Linked DNA regions of Rattus norvegicus: region 2 is linked to region 1. Evidence: chromatin contacts called from public Hi-C data. All regions are on one chromosome and are shown on one strand. The core of a region is the stretch at or near the end of the contact, and the rest is flanking DNA. Distances in the headings are between cores, read along the strand shown. Region 1 has its middle 39 kb from the start of Wipf3. Region 2 holds the start of Wipf3 (WAS/WASL interacting protein family, member 3).

Region 1 (4,050 bases), core at 1,134-3,633:
TATATGAAGTTGGTGCTTCCTTTCACAGGATCAAGAAATGCTGCAAATCCCATGTAGAAGTGTCCAGCTTTGTATGGCTCAGCAGAGAGGCAAGCTGGGATCATGACCCTCAAGGTTCATGAAGACTGATAGTGAAACATCTCTGACTTGGCTAACTCACTTTCCCTTGGGATTGGGTATCCTGGTACCAGCATCACATAGGTTGTCGAATGCTGAATACCTGTGTATTTTAGTAAATTCTATGTCACTTGGCACCTACCTATATTGCAACAGTCACTCCATATCTGGGAAGCCGTCCTCACAGTCACACTGTAAAAAGTGGAAGCCTAAGGAGGTCCATCCCAGGCTCTTCTCTAGCTATGAATGTGCAGTGTGCCCAGAAGCATAGCCTTTCTTCATGGATGGAGGGAATCAGGGAGTGGGATGGGGACTCGATGCTTTTCCTTGCTGATCATGTCAACTTAGCCAAAGCAAGCCTGCCCCCTGGCTCACAGGATCTGTTCTTTGGTATTTGTGGAAGGACTGGTCCCAGGAATTCTTTTGGTATTCAGATCTGTGGATGCTCCAGTCCTTTATGTAAAACGTGTAGTGTTATGTATAAACTAGAACCTTCCCTTTTATATCTTAAATCACCTCTAGTTATGCTAAATACAATGGGGAGGTTATGAAAACAGTTGTTTAGAGACTTACTCTGTATAGGAAAAGTTTGTACATGTTTTCTACCATTGCATACTAACACCCTACACACCATTTTGAGCCCGTGTTTAATTGAATCTGAACGTGGAGCACAGAGGGCCGTTTCTGCCTTCATTCACTTGCTGTGCCCTTCTCATGACTTTACCAAAGACCTCATTTTCTTTTACCCACCTTCTGATATTCCCTGCTGAAACCCAGAATCCAGCTGAGCTGTATACATACGCTTTTCTCTCCTCAGGAGACACCGAGGAAACACACAAAGACATGTCAGTAAGTGTGGTCAGGAGTCCCTCTGGCTGCCTCACAACTCATGAAGGCTTCCAAGGATGTCCTGTCTCCTTAGGAAGCATTCCCACTGATGTTTGTGTATGTGGAGTTGCAATGTCAAAGGGCGTTTTAAAGACCAAGAGTCCGGGTAGGAGTGTGATCCTCTCATCAAACCCAATACACAAACCCAATACACATACCCAAGGGACAAACCCTATTGTCCCCATTCCTGTACCTCTAGTTTTTCTAACATAGGAGGGACACTGTTCACACAGCTGGGAATTTCAGGGAGACAAAGAGGCTCATGTCGAGATGCATCATCCCTGTTATCTTCAGTGATTCGGGAATCATATCTAGAAACTTTTACTTTTTACTTATACCACGAATTCGACGTTGTCTACAGCTTCAGAGACAGTTTAGCCAGGGGTCAACAGAGGCCTTGTTAGAGGGCATCACACCAGTACTAGAGACAGTGGAGATGCCCTGTTTCTGCATTTTCACACATATGTACACGTACGTCTCAGACAAGTTTTGGGAACATCTAACGGGAAGAAAGCCCCGCTTCTCTAAATCCCTTACACGGAGGAGTTTCTCAGTACACTTTCAGGGATCTGTTGATTGGCTTTTCCCTGGTTGCTCTTTGGTGTATACTTTTCTTTCCCCTTAAAGCTAAATAAGGCGAATCTGCAACCCAACTACAAAAGGGGATTTTCAAAGGCAGAATTCAGAGGTTGATAGACCTCCAGCTCAGGTCCCAACCTTCAGGTATACTTTTACTCTAGCCAAACAACAACAACAACAACATTTACTAGCAAAATCTGGGATTTCCTATTTACTTCCTGTGTATATTTTAGTTTTAACATTGAACTATTATAAATTCTACAGCAACGCTATATTCATGTGGTTTGTAAAAATGTTGGCACAGTGGCTTTCCCAAACGACGCAGTGCCACAATTTGGAACACTCCTGCTGCAGCGCCTGGAATCCCTGTGCTTTACCTAGTGCGAAAGCTTTGCCAGTAAAGCCGGATTCGTGGGTCGTGACACATGGCTGCTGCGTGGGACTGTGTTCTGTTTAGGCAGCTCATTTAAACTTCTTCAGCTTTGGGAAATGTAGCTTAACTTTCATCCTTCAGTCAGAAGTCGATCTCTGGGAGGTTCTGCGTCAGTGCTGTCTGTTCCTGAGCTGTCAGAGAGAAGACATGCTATGGTCTAAAAATAAATATAATGTTTCCTTATTCAAAAATGGCAAGACTGATTTTACACAACTGTTCCACCAAGTTGATCACATGTCACTGGGTTTGGAAAGTTTTTCACGCATAATAAAATCATGGAAACTTTTGGGTACAAAAACAAGAGCTAGAATGGAAAATGTTTCCTCTTCTCCCTTCTGTGAAGAGAGATAACATGAGCTCCGTGCTCTGGCCAGGATGGGGGAGAATGTTCACAGTGCTTCTGGGTTCGCCTGGGATCCAAACCAGACAAAAGACAATTAGTTTGCAAAGCTTTCCTTGGCACATCTCCAGGTATGTCGAGAAGGACTCCTGCCCATTAGCAGCCAGACTCCCACTATTATTATTTAAACCAGTGTTTTCTAAAGAGCATTCCAGAAAATTGCCAGCTTTTAGGTTATTATTTGAGCAGAAGGATGCAGAGGTCATGGAAAAGTTCAACAATCAAAGACTTAAGAATGCACCGAGTTGTTGATGTCAGGCCCTCTCAGTGGGCTGCTGGTCAGCCTCTCTGAGAGTGAGTGATTACAGAATGCAGTTTGGAGCTCTGGCTTCTCGTGACACTGTAAGCAGGCATTCTGAATGTCTCCTCTTTATAAAACACCGAGAAATCTTCGCTGAATCCATCATTTAATATGCACAGTTTGCAAAAATTATGGAAATCATTTTGGGGAACGGAGACAAGAAATAGTACAATCCGTTACTGATGACATTGTACTGAACTAAAAGCATTTCCAATCGCAGAGACCCAGCACTTTGAGTGTTAGCAGACATTTGAAGGACATATTTGAGGCTGTGACCTGTATTAAACCTGGATCCTCCAATGGCTGCTCTGCCAGGTAAAAGAGGTGACTAGAAAAAATTCATTCACAGAAAAAGGAGATGAAAGAAAATGTTTTTTATTTCCATTTATATATTACAGATGCATGGAGAAGTCCACCACACGCATAATCACAGACCACCTTTATCATCTAACAAACTATACGGCAAGGGATTAAATGTCACACTTTCAGACTATGCAGCTGTAGGGTATCTGAAGCAAACACCAACAGTTCCTTCTGGACAAATAAACTCCTCACAAAATCTTTCCAGTGCTTGCATACACAACCAATTCAACAATTGGCTATCACAGCTTGGCTGGGTCCTACTTGGATTCTGTAGGCTGCATTTGCCTTCCGTGTTGTTTTCTCAACTGCTGAGATGAACATTGACTGCTTGCTTGTTCAAATGACAACGATAATAACAACTAGCTATTGAGTAGGGGGGTCAAACCCCCAATTACAAAACACTTAAGAAAACAAACTATCGCAAGTGTGCAGACATGACTAACATCAACATTTTAAAGATATATATATATATCTTTTTTTTTTTTGGTTCTTTTTTTCGGAGCTGGGGACCGAACCCAGGGCCTTGCGCTTCCTAGGCAAGCGCTCTACCATTGAGCTAAATCCCCAACCCCTAAGATATATATATATCTTATATATATACACACATATATGATGAGTATGCTCTAGCTATCTTCAGACACACCAGAAGAGGGCACTGGATTCCATTACAGATAGTTGTGAGCCACCATGTGGTTGCTAAGAATTGAACTCAGGACCTCTGGAAGAGCAGTCAGTGCTCTTAACTGCTGAGCAGTCTCTCTGGCCCTAACATCAATATTTTTATCCTAGCAATTTTAGACATTTAAATTACTGAATATAAAATAAATATAATTATAAGATTTATATTTTATGTAAAATATAAATGTGTGTGTTGTGATAATTTTATACAGATGGTAATAGAACCAATCAGATATTAATACTCTGTAAACCCGGATGGAAGTGATCGGAGTTAAAGGTAATACGACTTCT
Region 2 (4,050 bases), core at 997-3,496, 39 kb before region 1:
TGTGTGTTGGAATGACTGTGAAATCTCAACCTGTACTCTATGGTTGCTGAACAACAATCGCCTAAAACGAGCGTTGCCAGGCTGGGCCAGCTGGCTGTCTCCCATTCCTGAAACTGAATGTTCTTAGACACACGCGCTCTCCTCCGCCCCTTCTGCTGCTGGCTGACTTAGTGTAGCACCGTGTCACACTCACAAGTGCCTGGAACTGAGGCTCCTGGAAGGACTGAAAAGGGGTGTACAGCAGCCTGACACCTCTGCCCAGATTAGGGCACCAAAAATTGCATATGGGTGGTGCGTTTGCCATTTGAAGTGACAGACCCCTGTCTCTCTGTATTTCTCATCTGTGGAAAGGCACAATGATTACAGAAACCACAGGACTCTTAAGTTAATGCATATGGAGGCGTCTACAGTGTCCAGCCGTTTCCTGCTACTTCTGCACTGTTTTTTTTCTTTCCTCCCCTGTCCTACTCCCTGTTTTCCTGATTTGGTTTTTCCGTGTTTGAAATGCATCTCTAAAGCACATTAGCTGGGAGTCTGCAGCAGTCTGAGCACTGCCATGGTGGACGCCCTTCGGCATCAAATATCTACTTAAGTTGTTATTGAAGTAAAAAAAAAAAAGCCACAAGTGGTGTGCACATGTCTAAAGCACATAACTTCCTGCGTTTCAATGTATGGGGAGTGAGTCCAGACCCAAAGTGCCTTGAAGACCTGTCCAGGCCAGTAGGAAGTCCAAAGGCAGCCACTTCTGACCTTTACTACTACTACTTTATAGTTTAGAGAGGATGGCTTTTAGAAGAAGGCTGGGGCTGAACAGAGAGTTTATCGGTGAAACCCCTGGTCTTGTAGACAGAGCAGGATTCATTTCCAATACACACTCAGTGGCTCAAGAGCAATACATCCATAACCCTAGTCCAGGGGATCCAATGCCCTCTTCCAACCTCTAGGGGCACCAGGCACACAGTCCTGCACCTCAGAAGACTTACACAGAAAGTAAAAGGAGTGAACCTTAAGAACAAGGCTGGAGTGTCTGAGGATTACGATACTAACTAGTGACAAGAAACCCTCTCCTGAACCTCTCTGAGGTTACGGGGCTTCTAGCAAGGAGATGGACGTGCACAAGCTTTAAAAGTCACACAAGTCTGCCCAACAAATGCCTTCATCTACATCCAAGGACCCCAGGCACAGAGGAGGAATGCCAATGTCCCACTGGAAACTTTCCTCACAGTGTCCCCAGATTGTGTGTCAGAGATGCTTCTGGTTTGTCCTGGGGCCATTAGACAGGCTTCCTGGATTTCTGCGCAGATTATCTATCCAACTGAAGAACACTCAAGGTATGCAGAAGAAGGCATTTGTTCCCACAAGAGAATGGGTATTCAGGGGGAAATAGCCGCACTTACCCAGTCCTGCACACCTCCAAAGGACTTTAAAGGCCATTTGTGGCCAGATGTAAATGAGTGGCTAGAGATAATGGACAGACACACACACTCTCTGGTTCCTGACCTCAGCAGGCTTGCAGATAAGCCTCCCGGGAGTCAGCACACCAGCTCCTGGCCAAGCTCTGTCACCAGGAACTGTGTGACCTTGGATAAGTCACTTCTCCCTCCAGAACTGGTTTTCTTCCTGGGGGATGGTCCAGTGTCCTCAATCCTTGTCTGATTGTGCAGGTCCCCAGATCTCTCCTAATCGCCAGCACCCCTTCTAGGAGCACCCCTCACACCAGGGAGACCCACCCTTTTGTTCTCAGGGGTGACTTGAGGAAGGGAAGCAGAGCCCCCTTGGGGCATCAGGCCTAAGAGGCCTCCGTGCCAGAAGCTGCTTACTAAAGAGTGCTGTCCTGGGAGGTCACCAGACAGCCCTGAAGTGACCTCGTGTGGCCATGGTCCCTTTCGGGCCGGTGGCGGGCGGGGAGCGAGTGGCTGCCGCTAGGGCTGCTCGGAGCACCGCCAAGATCTAGTCGTGGCTGGGGACTGCAGTCTGGAGGGGGTCCTGAAGACTCGCGCCCAGCGTCCCTAACACCGCCAAAGGCTACTACACCTCAGGACTGTCCCCACTACCCCCACGACAACCCGAGCCCGCCACTCCACTCAGGGCCCGGACGCGAGCGGTGCAGCTACCTGCAGCTGGCCGTAACCGGGCCGACTGGACTTTTACTGGAGTCGCGGTCCCCGCTGTCCCTGTCCTCTTGCCGCCTCGAGGATCCCAGTTGATCTGCCGGCAGTGCCTGGCGTTGCTTCTGCGCGCCTGGCTGAGCTGGGCTCTGCGCTCCAAGCTCTCCCGGCTGGGCTTAGGCGCTGCCGGGACGCGGAGGCGGAGCCGCCGCCCCCACCTGCTCCTGGCGGCCGTCCTGGAGCCTCGCCGCCCGGCTCCCCGGGACGCGACCCAGAGGGCGGGGTGGCTCTGGCACCCAGGAGGCGGTCCTGGCTGCGCAGCGCAGCTCCCAGGTACAGAGTCCCGAGTGTGAGCCAAGGGGACAATGGAGCCAAGGGCTGGAGTTCCCCTGCACGCCACCTCATCTATATATTACAAACATTTCGGAGCCCTCGCTAAGCCTGCTACAGCGCTATAAGCAAAGGGACAAAGGGAGAACGGGACAGCCTGTTGTCCCCATGAGCATGAGCAGGTACATATAATACAGAGCCAAGAAGACATCCAGTACATCCCTGTACACCCAATTTAGACCTGGGCTTGAAAGGCGGCGGTGGGTGTGTGGGTGGAGAGAGCTGGGGGCGGGGGTAGGATGGGCAGAAAAGCTTGCGCCCAGAGAAAGGTGAGCTCAAAATATCCTGGTATCCTGGTAACACAGGGAGGTGCGCAGGTAGGGCTTCGGGTGGGGCTAAAGGGGAAAGAAGGCGGTTTGAAATCTAGAGTAAGCCTTCCCAGTGAAGTTGGGTGGCAAGCAAGTCCCTGTGTCACTTCACTGTCCCACTGTCCAGAGCTTGGAGGATGCAGATTGGTGTCGGAAGCTACTGTAGACACTGTGCTGCTCCAGGTGCTGCTTCAGGCTGGCATTTCCTGTTTCTCACATCTTAGGCATTCCTGCCAGATAAGGATGTCCTGCTGGACTCTTGACTGGTCCTTCAGTGCTTGAGGTTCTTTTGTGAGCTTGTTGCTCTGCGAGGTCCTACAGTGCACTAGCTAAGGCGTCAGGCTCTCTACTGTCAAAGCCCTGGCTCCAGTACTGGGAGCACCCTTGAGGGAGTCAGTGCCAGCAGCTGGCTACCACACAGGATTGCAGCCTATCTCTCCATTCACATGGTCCAAGTTTATATCCCCAGTAGACCTTGGCGACTTTGCTAATTACTTATGTTTATAGCCTGACAAGCTTATGGCTATAGCAAGGATTACACTCAGGAGGGCCACAGAGATGGCTCGGAGGTTAAGAGCACTCAATGACTGCGCTTCCCGAGGTCCTGAGTTCAATTCCCAGCAACCACTTGGCAGCTCACAACCATCTGTAATGGGATCAGATGCCCTCTTCTAGTGTGTCTGAGGATAGTGACAGTATACACACATAAAATAAATAAACAAACCTTAAAAAATACACTCAGTTATGTCTTTCACTTTTGTACTGACAAATATTCAACTTTCTCTTGATTTAGGCGAAGAAGGGGTTATGTGTAGAATGATAATACATGATCCCAGACATGAGACATGAAGAGTATACTTCAACTAAAAGTCACTAGCCATTCTGTACGAGCAATTGCCAAAGACAGTCTTCGGTTGTTAATCCTCACTCTCGTTACTCCATAGTCCCACCAGGTCTTCTATGGAGCCCCAAAGCACAAACTAGTTGAACAGACATAGTCATTTATCTTGCAGCTGGACTATATCTGAAGGATATACTAGTTCAGCTTTTTAAATGCTTGATTCAAAGCAGTGGTGTTGGTAGAGTGGGGCTATTTGGGGCTGAAAGCATCATGAAGTTTTTGTGTTCAAGAGCTCAGTGTCTCGTGGCACATGTGGTACTCCCTGTGTCTTTTCCTCTGGACATTGCCAAAGGATTAAGTCCCTGGGAGCCATGTTCCAAATAGCTAAGCTGCTCTCCCCATT

What was found. A called contact is a pair of places that touch in the nucleus more often than the background predicts.
Region 2: a contact with region 1 is called in a Hi-C map of frontal cortex, with 2.0 times the contacts expected there. The contact joins the promoter of Wipf3 here to the enhancer-like site in region 1. A contact is called at or near these places in 3 of 12 Hi-C or Micro-C datasets (frontal cortex, kidney and prefrontal cortex).

What each region holds. Positions count from the first base shown.
Region 1 is chr4:84,839,909-84,843,958 of GRCr8, reverse strand. No RefSeq gene overlaps it. Among named protein-coding and RNA genes, the nearest start is that of Wipf3, 39 kb to the left of the region's middle. Within about 2 kb of position 2,383, at least 14 of the 93 cell types and tissues checked have an H3K27ac peak or open chromatin away from gene starts, as enhancers often do.
Region 2 is chr4:84,878,991-84,883,040 of GRCr8, reverse strand. Wipf3 (WAS/WASL interacting protein family, member 3) reads right to left here and starts at 2,246. Exons shown (of 9, transcript NM_001398730.1): 1 at 2,115-2,246.